Linked DNA regions of Mus musculus: regions 2, 3, 4 and 5 are each linked to region 1. A link is a contact called in public capture Hi-C and promoter capture Hi-C data. All regions are on one chromosome and are shown on one strand. The core of a region is the stretch at or near the end of the contact, and the rest is flanking DNA. Distances in the headings are between cores, read along the strand shown.

Region 1 (2,511 bases), core at 8-2,507:
CCTGCAGGCCTCAGGGCCTACCAGACAGAGAGGCAGCATCTCTGGCAGCCCCTTGTGGGTGGGCAGCAGGCCACAGACACAGAGGTCACTGGGGGTGAGAGCCAGGACTGCCCTAGCCTCCCTGCCTCTGAATGGAATGTGATCCAAGAGCCACCTCCCAGGCCCATCTCCTCCCCCACAGCCACCCACCAACTTCTGACTCTGGATGCTGCCAGGTTTTTGCAACCAGCCCACAAGCTGGTCACAGAGGTTTGTTAGAATGGTAGGTGATGAAGAACAACTCAGGAACACAGGAGGTTACCACAAAAGTACAGACATGCATGGCTGCACACAAGTACAAAGAGATACCCAGAGACCCAGATCTGCGACACACAGTGTAACTGGGCACGTTCAGTGGGTGACATATACACACAGCTTCATAGGTATACACAAGTGCCCATGCAGACACCACCTCTCCTCAGCATGTCCTGCTGCTCTAGAACACTTCCTCTTCTGCTTGGGCTCGGGAGGTGATGCCAGGTTAGTCCATTCCCTACCTCTAATAGGCTGGCCTGACCTGACAGGAGGAAGTGGTGGTGGACCTAGGTCTAGCCAGGTGCCCCGAGGTGTTTCCTGTGTACAGCCCACAGCTGGGCTGCCCTGTGCCTGCCTACCAGGTCAGATAGTACATGGAATAGAGGGACGGTTCTGGAGGCACGTAGCTTGTCTTGTCTCTGCCAGATCCCTGTCTACGCAGGCAGATGCCCGCGGGCACACATACACTTTCCTAGTGTGAATATGAACATTGTTCAGCATCTGCAGGTGGTGCCCTCTCATAGGATCGGGTTGTTAGTCTATAAAATGGGGTTAGTAATCCTGTCACCTCTCCTCCCGGGGTTGTGTAGGGATGGCACTGGTCATGAAGGGCCACAGCAAGATGCTGCCTTCTTAGTACTGCACTCCCTGCAGAGGTCACTTAAGTACCCAGCCATCTCCAAGGCAGATGTTGGACGTCCGCACCTGGAGGCTCCAGAAGAGCCAGGTGCAACCTTGGCTGTCGCTGCGGGCTGACCCTGGGGCAAGCTAATGAACGCCTAGCTCCGAGGGGCCAGGAGATCTGCGCCGGCAGCGCCCCTTCAGCGCCCTGCGGGGTCACGCGCACTCAGGTCTCACCGCCAACCGGCTCTCAGCGCTCCCGGGCTGCTCCTGGGGCCTCGAGATAGAAGTGGGCGGGCAGGCTGCAGCCCCGCCCCATACACGGTCTTGAAAACCAGCGGCCGACTAGCTTCAGTTCGTAGGGAAGCTGCAGTCTGAGAAGGAAACCGCATCTTCAGACTTCTGCTCACTCACGAGAGGAGCTAGGGTCATCGGACCCCTAAGATCCTTTCACATCGCTCCGACTCGCCGGAACACTCCTCACCAGTTTCCTCAGCCACAGCCCTACCTGTGAGCTCCGGACTTCCCCGGCTTTCTGTGGATGCTCAGGCAGACTGCAGAGACCTAGCCTAGGACAGCAGTGAGGGGGACACTCCTCTCCTCTCCTCTCCTCTGGTATCAGCGTCTCCCCCAAGGGGGACGAGCATGGTGATTGTGCCTTGAAGGACCTTGGCTCTGGATGTCTGAGAAGATGCTGGTCATGAAGCTGTTCACTTGCTTCTTACAGGTCCTAGCTGGGTTGGCTGTGCATTCCCAGGTAAGGACCTGGCCTGGCTTCCTCTTGACCTTCTCATCCTAGCCGTAGAAACAGGGGCTATGGTCTTTAATTACAGACTCACTTTAGAGAGCAGCTTCTGCTAGGGTGCCCACATATTTCCCAGGGGCTGGGCTGGACCTCAGGGAGGAGACCTCTGGCTGGGCAGTCCCCAATTCCTGGGGGCTGTCTTAGTGGGGGCAGGGAAGCCACAGGGAATGAGGGAGGTTTCCTGTCTAGCCCCTGGAGCCCTAGTGGCTTTGCAAAAAGCATCCGTCCACTAATCCCAGTCAGCTCCCTGGCCCTGTGGTCAGGGTTGTGGCCCCATGACCAACCAGGCGCCCCCAGGACCTCTGACCTGGCCTAGTGGGGAAGGAGCTGACTAAAGAAGCTTGAGGTGGGGAGGTGAGGCCCTTCCCCCACCATTGCTCCAATTGAGCAGAGGGCTCTTGGGTGGGCTTCAGATATGACAAGGGATCCTGCCGTGCCCTTTCCTCCTGGTGGGTGTCAGAAGGTCCTGAGTGCAGGGCCTGGGGAAGTGAGCAGGGCCCTTTTCCCAGGAGCTGGGTGAGTCTGGCAGGGAGCCAGATTGGGCAGCAAAATCCTGACAAAGCCAATGCATTCCCTTCCTGCTGCACTGCCCGCTGCACTGCCCACTGCCCTGGGAGCCCTCAGCCCCAGCCCAGGAGTGGGTGGGTTGTCCAGTCCCCTTGCCGAGCAGCCAGGCCATCCGTCTGCTTGCTGCAGTGTTAGCTCGAGGTGTAACGTTACTGGCAGGCAGCACCAGCTCATGGCGCCGCCTCTTCTCCAGCCCCTGAGCTCCCACCAGCTGATCACCCTCC
Region 2 (2,511 bases), core at 7-2,506, 510 kb before region 1:
CCGGTGGTCAGGTAGTTTACGTTTATTTTGTTTGTAGCGTTTTGCAGCCCCCTGGATGTGTGTGAGCCAAACACTCTACCTCTGAGCCCCTCCCAATATGTGTGCTAAGGAAAGAATATAGTTTTTAAGATGAGATGTAAAAAAGTTTAATCCGTGGGTCTATGTTGGATGAGGAGGAGAAATGTCTAGAACAAGGGGCATCAGGAACGTGGTAGAGAGACCCAGAAACCACAAGGTGAGAAAGGCATCCCATCGGAGGCATCTTTCAGTCTGAGACATTTCGGCTTGGTATCAGTCAAGAGTCTAAGAGTCTCAGAATCTTTCCCTCCATCCCTGGTTTTTCAGGGATGATATTAGCTACTAGTGAAAGTCTCTGACACGCCTCCTGGACCATGGCCTTCTTTCTTCTATCTGGAAGCCACATGGGGGGTGGGGGGGAAAGATACAGGTTGTAGCTTTAGCCTCCCTTCCCACGGACTGCTGGAGTTACCGAGGCAATCCGCAGGCAGATCTTGCCACTCTTCTCCTCCTGTCTACCTTGCTTTGATTTGCTATATTTCTCTTCCCTGACCTCGGTTCTGTCTTGCCACTTGCTTGGTTTTTTCCTGGAAAGCTACAACTCTAGGATTTGGGTGGAGCCCGAAGCAGCGATCTACTGGAACATTCCTCTGCTTATGGTTGACCATACTTCTAAGCTCTGTGATATTCACCCTGCCCCCAGCTTCCTAGAAAGTTTCACGGTGGGAACCTAAGTGGCAGAGACGAGGGGTACCTCTTGGAAAGAGAGGCTTTTGTGGCGGGATGCGAAGCTTCAGCCCTTGGACCTCTGTATAGCAAACACCACACGGTCCAGAGTCTGCTAGAGAGTTCCTGCCACGAGCTACTTCCTTCCCCAGACAGAGCTCCCTGGGCAGGACAAGGGAGCCTACCCCTCTTCTACCACCCCAGGAAAATCAGAAGGCAAGGCATGCGGGGCGTGGGGGAGGGGGACGAAGGGGGTACCTGTTTGCCAGGGGGAGGAGAGCGGCTGAAGCTGGAGTCACTGCTGTCGGAGCTGTGAGGCATGGTTCTAATCTTCCGGGCTCTCCCACACCGTCCCAGATGCCTCTGGGCGATCTTCTCACTAGCTGGCTCCCCTTCTTGACTGCTAGGGGGCCACCAGCACACCACCTTCCACAGGTACCTCCCCTGCTTGCCCAACAGCAACCTCTGACAGACCCCTGCGTCCTCCTCTCTCTCGGGTGCAGAGGGACTGCTCCCCACAGGGACATCTCGCTGCTTTGGGGCTTGCGCACAGGCCCTCTCTTGTGGTTTCTGGTAATTCAAGCTGGAAGTCACATGGGCGGAAACGTCAACAAGTTAGAAAGAAGGTAGAGAGAAAATACACATCTGGGAAAAGACCACAGAATTAGGTGAAAGAAAAAAAAATACACAAACCCCCAGTATCTTCCGGCAGGCAGTTTGAAAGGCAGAGCGAGCGCTCTTCAATTGATGAAGATAAAGAAGAAAAACAGCCACACAGGGAAAATCCCCGGCCAGAATTAGCAAGTTCTCTGCTGTCAACATGGCAGAGAGCAGCAGGAAAGAGCCTCCAGGTCACAGGCCTTGATTTTTAAATCTAAATACAGTCAGCGACAAGCCTGAGGACCCTTTCTGGGTTTCACCCGAAAGCAACTGCCCATCCTGTTTTATGACCGGCCTTCCTCCTTCACCTATAGGACAGTTCGGTGGGCTGGGGACAAAAAGAAAGGAGGGCACTGCCTTTTACAGATGACCAAGCAAGACGTTGGGGCTAGCTGAGAGTCTCGGGGAGTCTCTGGAATCGATGCTAAAGAAGTTTATTATCTATCCCCTGTCCTCTTAGCAAGACACTTTCATTCTCCCTAGAGAAAGGATACCTACCTTCTGTGGAGGGGCTCCTTCAGGAGTTCAAGGTTGACCTTGAGTCTTCAGAAGTCAGTGACGTCATAACCCAACAAGGAGAGAACGTCAAAATGAGGGACAGAGGCTCTGGACTTGGAGTCAGATCGATATGATGAGAATCCAGTGACTCCCTATCCCTACTCCCCCCCCCCCCAGCCTCCCACCACACACACACACCTAAAACCTGCCCCACCTACTACCTTTCAGGGCTACTGCAATGAGGGATGACAATTTGAATAGGAATGTCCCCCACTCTGTAAAGCATGCTGTGGAGTGGCGGTGTTTGGCATGTGTCCCATGACACGAACACGCTTGTCGCTTTAGTGAACAGTCCCATTCTCATCCCAGTGTTTTGGCTATTTTTTTTTAAAGTTTGGGGACTGGAAAGATGCTCAGCAGTTAGGAACACTGGCTGCTCGTCCAGAGGACTTGGGATCTAGTCCTAACATCCAGACAGTGGCCCAATCATCTGTTACTCCAGTTCCAGGGGTCCTCTTCCTGACTCCTCGGGTACCAGGAAATGGACACGGGGCACATACATATGTGCAGGCAAGACACGCACACATATTAAAATAAAAGCTCTTACTC
Region 3 (2,511 bases), core at 8-2,507, 420 kb before region 1:
AGCCCGCCATCCAAGCTGAAGCCAGCCAGATTTGCTGAAAAGCAGGGAAAGCAAGAGGGGGTGATTTTTAAACCCTGGAGGGTGGGGGAGACTTGGGGGTGAGGTCGAGGGACGAGGAAGACAGTTGCTAACAGCCTTTGGGACAGGCAGGTACCCAGCTGTGGTACAGAGCCTGTTTCCCATGCTGCCTGAATTAAGATCCTGGGTAGAGTGGCCCAAGATTTAACAATACACAGACCTGTGCCACAGTCCCCTGGAAGGTGCCACTCCAACACATAAGGGCTGGACAATCTTCTAGGGGGAGCTGACTCAAATAGTCGATTGATTCCCCTCTTGCACCCGCCTCTCCACCTCTATCCCCAAATGGCCCATCCATTTCTGCAAATGAGTCAAGGCATCCCAGGCCTGCCAGCTCCTCCAGATACCCAGGCAAAGCCTGTTTCTGCCGCTCCAAGGGTCCAGGAAGCCTAGCCTTCTTGGATAAGAGGGGAGGAAGAGTGCCTTCTAAACTGGGCAGGTTACCTAAAGAAGCCTGCTTACCTTCTTATATAACCTGATGTGCCTGACGGGATCCCAAGGGAACTGGGGACTGCCCCGTGGTTCCCTCCTAACCCAGCCAGAGCCCGCCGCAGCAATGCTCTTAAGCGAAGGAAGCCCTGTTGGTTAGATGCCTTTCTCAATACCCTCCCCTCCAGGTCTTGCAAAGAGAGCTACGGAAGAGGCTGAGGCGCGACCTGTCAGCAGGTCTGGGGCGTGCATGCCCCCTTGAGTCCCCCGCAGTCCCCGGCACAGTTTTCTCCCGCTCACCCCGCCCTCTCCTCCGTCTGTGCACAGCCTCCCAGCAAGAGCACTGGGGAAGGAAAGCAAGGAGGGAGCGCCCCGCTGTCCCGGCCACAGACAGGACTGTCCTGCCCAGCCGGGGAACCACCGGTGGGCAGCGGCTGCAGCCATCCGATAGAGTATTCCGGCCCTGGGGTGGCGGGAGCCCCAGCGGTAGCTACTCCGGGGGAGGCCACCCCAGGTGCCCGCAGCCCCGCCTCCCCCCTCCGTGAACCCACCGTGCAGAAGCCGCTGGCGGAGGCGGCGGCCCCGGGCCCAGAACCCTGCTGCAGGCGCGGTGCCCACTCCGCGCTGCTGCCGCCCGCTGCCCAGGCCCGTCCCGGCCCGGGAGCCGCCGCGGCGCCAGCCCCGCCGCCGCCGCTGCAGCGTCCGCTGCCGCCAGCGCCCCCCGTCGCGGCCGCCGAGTGTCCCTCCCGCAGGCTGTGGCGGGCGGCGGGACGGGTTGCATCAGCCCCGGCTATATAGCGGGCCCTGAGTGGCGGGGAGGGGTCGGGAATGCGGAACCGGCCGAGCTGCCAGCTCCACACGTCAGAGGGGGACGGAGAGGAAGAGAAGGAGGGGACGGGGAGGAGGGGGTGTGGATCGCCCGCTTCACACCCACTGACCTTCACCTCCCCCGCCGCCGGCGCCCTCCTCCCGCCGATGCTCGCGCTCCTCCGCCTGCGGGGCCGGCCCGGGCCCCGCCGCGCTGGTCCCGGCAGCATTGCGGTCCGGCGGCGCGCCCCGCCCGCGGCTCCCGAGAGCGCGAGGCAGCAGGACACGGCGAGCGGTTATGTAAGCGCATCCCCTGCTCGGCCTTGCGGCCGCCACCCCCAAAATGCTACACAGCCCGGGAGGCAGCGACGCGAAGGCGGCGGCCGGATGAGCAGAGAACCCCTTCCAGCTCAGCCCACGCCGAACCATCCTCCTCCGTCCGGTGCGCTCTCCCCCAAATCCAGAGCGAGGGTTCCGCGCAGTGGTGTCTTCGGACGCTGCAGGATCTCGCAAGCTTGTTTTGTTTTTCCGCGGAGGAGCATGGGCGGGGGTTTAAGGCGTTTGGAAGCCTTAATCCCTACCCACTGTCCACCAAAGCGTCCTGACGTCCTGAAGCCATGCGGTGAATGAACGAGCTCCTGAAGTGGAACTGCACCCTGAGGCCACCGTTGTTGTCAGTGGCTGGCCCAGTTTGAGCCAGGGCTCTTTGCCCAACTCCAGCAGGCTTTTGCCTCCCTTTGACAGGACGCAGCAGTGAGCCTACCTGACTTCTGCCAAACCTCCAAAGGCCTTCTTCCTCAAGGACTCCAGGGCCAGCTTCCGTGCTCTCTTCCCACCCTGCTACAGAAGTAGATAGTAAAGAACACTCTAGATAAAATATGACAGTCCCTCAAAGGCGGATTGTCTCAGGCAGAAATGCGTGTGGCATCTGAGAACTATTTGCACACACACATAGACACACACAGGTCTCCATACCCTTGGGGGGGGGGGCAGACCCCCGCCCTCTTTCCTCTTAAATCAGAAAGGAGTGGCAATGTTGACACTCAGTGACCTTCGGCCTCCTTCTCAGAGAGACAGCAGGTCATCACCCATAGAAGAAAGGAAGTGAAAGAAAAAGTTCAAGTCTTCATAGAGTACAAATGCTGAGATCGAAAGACCAACAGGGAGGGAAGGAAGTCCACGCGCCAAGCCGGACAA
Region 4 (2,511 bases), core at 6-2,505, 400 kb after region 1:
AGCATGAATGACAAATACCACAAACACCCACACAACACCCTGAGCCCAGAGGTGTACATCTTGTTCTCCAATGCATGGAACACTGCTTAGGACTTCTAGCTGGGACGGAACGGACTGAAGCAGAAAGATTCAACGTAAAAAAAAACAGAAGGATTATTTAAGGGCTCGGACTGAAACTAGTCCAGCCTTTTTCTTAGGGTGGAACCTTGGTGTATATATATATTTTAAACACTTATTTATTCATTTATTTTATGTGAGTATACCGTTGCTCTCCCCAGACACACCAGAAGAAGGCATCAAATCTCACTACAGATAGTTGTGAGCCACTATGTGGTTGCTGGAAACTGAACTTAGGTCCTGTGAAAGAGCAGCCAGTGCTCTTAACCGCTGAGCCATCTCTCCAGCCCTAGTTCAGCCTTTCTCAACTTGACTACCTAACGGACGCTAAGTCAATGTTCTTCCTTATTTTTAAACAAGAGGACAAATCTTTGCTGTATCCTCACAGAACGGAGAGGGTGGTAGTGTTAAGCAGACTTAGACGCTTGGAAGTTTGGAATAAATTGGGGCCACTTTTATCCTCTGATACAGCCTCTAGCGACCCATCCGTCCTCCTTGCCTGTCGTCGGGGTTAATAACTGTATCCAGTGAAAATTTGTATTGGAATCCGGAGCATCCACCTCCCTCTACTTGCAGCCTGAGGAATTCTGACCCTTCGGTGATTTCCAGAAGCCTCTGAAATTCAGGAAAGAGGATCAAGAATGCCAAGCAAGCGGAGATAACGGGACGGGTGACTAGGAAGTCTTCTAGAGCCCTCCTGGGCACCGCCGCCCCGCGTCCGACCTCCTACCTGGACGCAGCTGTCTGTGAGGCGGATCTGTCCCTCGCCAGCCTCTGGAATGGAAGATGTTGTTTCCCAGCGGGTCAAAAGCCTGGGAAAGACGGCGAGGAGCCTGCGATGTAAAGAAGGGAGACGAACCCGGGAAATGGCACCAGATGACCCTCTATGGACACCTCGTACCCAAATCTGGGGACACTTTCTTCTGAACTGCCAAGCCTTCACCCCACACCCCACCCCGCGTGAGATTTAGCCTCCCATCTATCCTGAAGACGCAGAACCCAACACCCTTCCTAAGTGACGTTCCACCCTCGATACCTTCCCGAGCGCCTAGGAATGACAGCCCTGACCGCCTCGGCAGTTAGGGACAAGGCCCTGGAGGCCGCCATCTTACTCCGCAAGCTCCGCCCCTAGCATGGTCCAAATCCCCGCCTAGCCTGGGCTTCCGGAGGAGGGGAGAAGGGGGCGGGGCTGCATCGAGCCTCCGCCCCCAAGCGTGCCTATTGGGTATAGCGAGATAAGAGGGCTTTGATTGACAGAGAACGCTTCCACTTGCCGAAGTGGGTCGGTACCAATAGAGCGGGGCGAACGCAAAGAGCGAGTTCTCCGTAGGCCCTGCCTGGAAGCGGAAGAGATGGGCGGAGATAAAGGGCGAGCTGCAGGCCAGGCGGCCCCGGAGCCCAGGGCGGGGCGCGGGCGGGCCTTCGCTGGTTACTGCTCACAAGTGGCCTGATCTGGCTCCACCCTCGGTCCGGGACAAGTTTATCTTGTGACTGCTCGGGCTGCTTTTCCTTCCTAGATTGCAGAGCTTTCATATCCACGATGCGTTTTCTGGCCGCCACGATCCTGCTGCTGGCGCTGGTCGCTGCCAGCCAGGCGGAGCCCCTGCACTTCAAGGACTGCGGTGAGCCCTGAGCCCACTCGAGGAGACCCCCGGGGGTGGATTGGGCGGGTTGCTGGAACGTGGAATTGACTAGGTTGGGACCGAAGGTACTAGTCTTGATGAAACTTAACCCCTCCGCACAACTTTGTTTCTCCTTGCATTTCGTGTTTTGGGATAATCTAAAACACTCACAAGGCGAACCGTGTGCTGAAGTTCACTAAAGTTTCTTGGGTGAACATCAAGCGGGCATATATTGCAGCGCTCAAGGGCTTTGAGATTTCAATGGACGGAGGAGGATTGCGAATTTAAGACTAGCCTGGATTTATTGAACCCTGTCTGAAAAAAGTAAACAAATAAAAGCAAAAAATAAAACAATAGGATAGACAGCAGGTCTGCATCCAACACGGATTGAAGGAATAGGCACGGGACTTATTTTGATTTATGCCTTGTATCGTCACTGGCCTTTCTCCCTTTGTTCGTTTGAAGTTTGGTTGGGAGCGGGCTGAGGCAGCCTCACTCTGTAGCCCAGTTTGGCCTTCCAAATCCCTGTCAATCCTGCTCTGGTCTTAGAAGTACCATCCACCTCCCCTCCCCACCCCACCCCCACTAACGAGACAAAAGCTAGTTCTCCTTCTCATAACATTCATTTACAAAGTAGGGTTTCCATTGTTCTAATGAATTTCATGATTCTTGATCCTTGTCTCCTATAAAATTCGTATTTCTAGTGACATCATGTGATGCCTCCCTCCCAACGCTGCCCCTGGACTCTTTATTGGAAAATATAATAGAGGGT
Region 5 (2,511 bases), core at 8-2,507, 300 kb before region 1:
CCTCCTGACACGGTCTTCACCATTCCCGCTCTGGCGTAAGCCCCAGCAGACTGGGTGGGGAGTCCGTAAGGATGGGGCGCTCTGGTCTGCGATGGGGCCACGGAGGAGACCAGAGTGGGCTGCACCAGCCACTGCAGGTCTGGGCTGGTGGAGATGGCTGTCACCGTGGGGATAAAGTTGGCACTAGAGACGGACAGATCTGCGCAAAAGTCCTGAAACAAAACAAAAAGAGGAAAGCGGAGGTGAGCGAGGAGGTTCCAGACACAGGTGGAGCAAGTGGCCCTAGTGTCGCATGAAGCAGGGAGAGAGAAGCATTCCGGTCAGAGACTGCTTATGTCTTCCTGTATGCACCTCATCGGAGATAAAAGCTCTCCCAATATCCTCCCTTGAATTCCGCAGCGCAGCCTTTCTCCTCCATCCTACTGCTGCGTTCCCGTTATCCCTTCGGCATCACTCGCTCGAAAGGGGGTTTGTTATAAATATCCCTGACGTCTGCGCTGACGCAGGCGCTGCTCCGGAGTCTCCAGAATGAACTCGCTTTTTATCAATGAAACTGCCTTACACACCCGCCCGCAGCACCCTCCTCCCTCCTCCCTCCTCCCTGCTCCAGGCTGCCCCGGGAGGGGGGATTGCCGCGGTTTGCCGCCTCCCAAACTCTAGTTAGCGACTCTTTGCTCGAGACTTGTTGGCCCCGGCTGATCTCAGAAACAAGTCGGCCGAGAGAAGAATGCAGGCAGGCCACTCAGAATAAACCTGCCGCGCGGGAAGGGGTCACTAAGTCTTACTATGACAAGTGTGCACGCGCTCAGACAAGTCCTGGGTTCCCAGGCTAAGGCTGCTCTGACCGCGCCAGTCTCCCTCCAGAGCGAAAAAGGAAGACCCCCCCGCCCCTGCGAGTCACACCCCAGTGTCTCCTCCACGGCGACCCTCAGCGCGGACCTGGCGGCTACACAAAGCCAAACTCACCTGTGTGTTGACAGGAGAGCCCATGCTGGAGAAGGAGTCGGCTGGGGAATGGTAGTAGGAAAGGCTGTCCCCGGCCGGGGAGGCGCTACTGCAGCGGGAGGATGACGCCTCGTAGTCGGCGTTGAAACCCGAGAACATCATGGTCGAAGTTTGGGGAAAGCCCGGCAAGGGGTCCAGGGGTAGACACTGGTGGGAGCTGCAGAGCAGAGCTGGGTGGGAGCGCGGTCACTGCTCGTTCGCGGAACCGCCGGCTCTATCCAGTCTTCTCAGTTGCTCGCTGCAGTCGCGGTTGGAGTAGTAGGCGCCTCAGCTGGCGCCTTTATAGAAGCGCTGTGAATGGATGGACTTCCTACGTCACTGGGCGGAACTGGAAGGGGGGGGAAGCGCGCCCCAAGGCCCTCTGCGGGCGCTCTGTCGTCAACTCTACGCCCCAGGCTTTCAACCCCCGTCTTGGCATACATCTTTCACCTATGAGTGTTCACATTTGGGATCTTAGGGGGTCTCCTAGACCTTCCGCGTGTAGGATTTCGGAGATGGTCCCCCCCCCAGAACAACAGGGACCGGCCGTGGAAACCTGCTGACGCAGATGTCCTAATATGGACATCCTGTGTAAAGGAGGGAGGGATTGACGGGAACAGCTCGCCGGCTGCAGCCAACTCTGAGGGTGCAGCGCAGGGGGGGAACCGGGGCCGCGGCCGGGGGAGGGGAGGCGGGAAAGGCAGAGAAGGCGAGCGAACATTCGCACCTGATTCAATGTGGACCCGGTTCCCAGGGTCAAGGGATGAGACCCGGGTCATTGTCCAGCAATCTGGAACTTTTTTTTTTTTTTTGAGTCTCTGGTATTAGGAGAAGCAAGTACGCAGCCTTAAAGGCTCGAAGCCTCTGTTCCTAAAGGAAAGCTTGCCCACATCAGCCCCCCATCCCAAATCAGTGCAGAGAAGAAAAAGGGGGGGTCAGCTTCTCAGCCCCTCTCTCCAGCTCCTTGCCTGGAGAAACTTTAGGACTGAGGTTGGAAGCAGCAAGTGAAGGATTGTAAATAAGTGTACAATAACCTGATTTAACTACAGTACTGGGTTCATTCATAAATTCGTGTTTTAAAGGACGGCAGCACCTACTCCCCGACCCTTAGCCACTTAGAGCTATCAAGGCGACAGTCCCCGTTGACACTGACGGATAAACATTGTGCAAAACCACCCTACAAGTATGCCTGAAGGGGTCGTATGTTTAGTTTTGAGCTGAGACCAGAGGGCGAGTCGGGGCAGGGGGGGAGCTCAGAATTACAAAGTGAGGTGAGCTCGGGGGGGGGGGGGGAGGAGAAAGCAAGTCGGTGCTGGGGAGATGGGGGTCTGAATACGTGCAGCCTGGAAACTGCGCTTACAAGGAACCCGCCTGCAGCGGGTGATTTTCCAGATCGGACTTGGGAAGGGGGGTGGGGGCGCAGAGGGGACGGGAAGAAAGGTTCCCAGCTGTGCCGAGATTTTGGCGTCTGGGACCTGAGAACAGCTTTGAGTCTTGGAAGATGGAACTTTGAAGAGGTCAGGTGCT

What was found. Promoter capture Hi-C pulls out the DNA fragments that hold promoters and counts their contacts. Capture Hi-C pulls out chosen DNA fragments and counts their contacts.
Region 2: a contact with region 1 is called in a promoter capture Hi-C map of liver, with 2.5 times the contacts expected there. The contact joins the promoter of Batf here to the promoter of Pgf in region 1. A contact is called at or near these places in 4 of 39 promoter capture datasets (3T3-L1-derived adipocytes, embryonic stem cells, liver and 1 more), 3 of 484 Hi-C or Micro-C datasets (the G1E-ER4 cell line, bone marrow-derived macrophages and embryonic stem cells), 3 of 115 datasets of contacts at active chromatin or transcription factors (bone marrow-derived macrophages, craniofacial prominence and large pre-B cells) and 1 of 9 other capture datasets (liver).
Region 3: a promoter capture Hi-C map of embryonic stem cells shows a contact between it and region 1, with 2.0 times the contacts expected there. The contact joins the promoter of Jdp2 here to the promoter of Pgf in region 1. A contact is called at or near these places in 2 of 39 promoter capture datasets (cranial neural crest and embryonic stem cells) and 2 of 9 other capture datasets (adipose tissue and pancreatic islet).
Region 4: a contact with region 1 is called in a promoter capture Hi-C map of stem cell-derived epiblast-like cells, with 2.6 times the contacts expected there. The contact joins the promoter of Isca2 here to the promoter of Pgf in region 1. A contact is called at or near these places in 2 of 39 promoter capture datasets (liver and stem cell-derived epiblast-like cells), 3 of 115 datasets of contacts at active chromatin or transcription factors (bone marrow-derived dendritic cells, extraembryonic endoderm stem cells and memory CD8 T cells) and 1 of 9 other capture datasets (embryonic stem cells).
Region 5: a contact with region 1 is called in a capture Hi-C map of embryonic stem cells, with 2.1 times the contacts expected there. The contact joins the promoter of Fos here to the promoter of Pgf in region 1. A contact is called at or near these places in 4 of 39 promoter capture datasets (cranial neural crest, embryonic stem cells and stem cell-derived epiblast-like cells), 3 of 484 Hi-C or Micro-C datasets (cortical neurons, cranial neural crest and pro-B cells), 9 of 115 datasets of contacts at active chromatin or transcription factors (SST interneurons, cardiomyocytes, embryonic stem cells and 6 more) and 1 of 9 other capture datasets (embryonic stem cells).

What each region holds. Positions count from the first base shown.
Region 1 is chr12:85,176,059-85,178,569 of GRCm38.p6, reverse strand. It overlaps Pgf (placental growth factor), which reads left to right and starts at 1,257. Exons shown (of 7, transcript NM_008827.3): 1 at 1,257-1,672. The coding sequence starts at 1,607.
Region 2 is chr12:85,685,465-85,687,975 of GRCm38.p6, reverse strand. Batf (basic leucine zipper transcription factor, ATF-like) reads right to left here and starts at 1,256. Exons shown (of 3, transcript NM_016767.2): 1 at 1,003-1,256. The coding sequence starts at 1,065.
Region 3 is chr12:85,598,162-85,600,672 of GRCm38.p6, reverse strand. Jdp2 (Jun dimerization protein 2) reads right to left here and starts at 1,257. Exons shown (of 4, transcript NM_030887.2): 1 at 1,059-1,257.
Region 4 is chr12:84,772,014-84,774,524 of GRCm38.p6, reverse strand. It overlaps Isca2 (iron-sulfur cluster assembly 2), which reads right to left and starts at 1,255. Exons shown (of 4, transcript NM_028863.1): 1 at 1,154-1,255; 2 at 848-950; 3 at 617-732. The coding sequence starts at 1,224. It overlaps Npc2 (NPC intracellular cholesterol transporter 2), which reads left to right and starts at 1,413. Exons shown (of 4, transcript NM_023409.4): 1 at 1,413-1,739. The coding sequence starts at 1,658.
Region 5 is chr12:85,472,636-85,475,146 of GRCm38.p6, reverse strand. It overlaps Fos (FBJ osteosarcoma oncogene), which reads right to left and starts at 1,257. Exons shown (of 4, transcript NM_010234.3): 1 at 967-1,257; 2 at 1-212. The coding sequence starts at 1,107.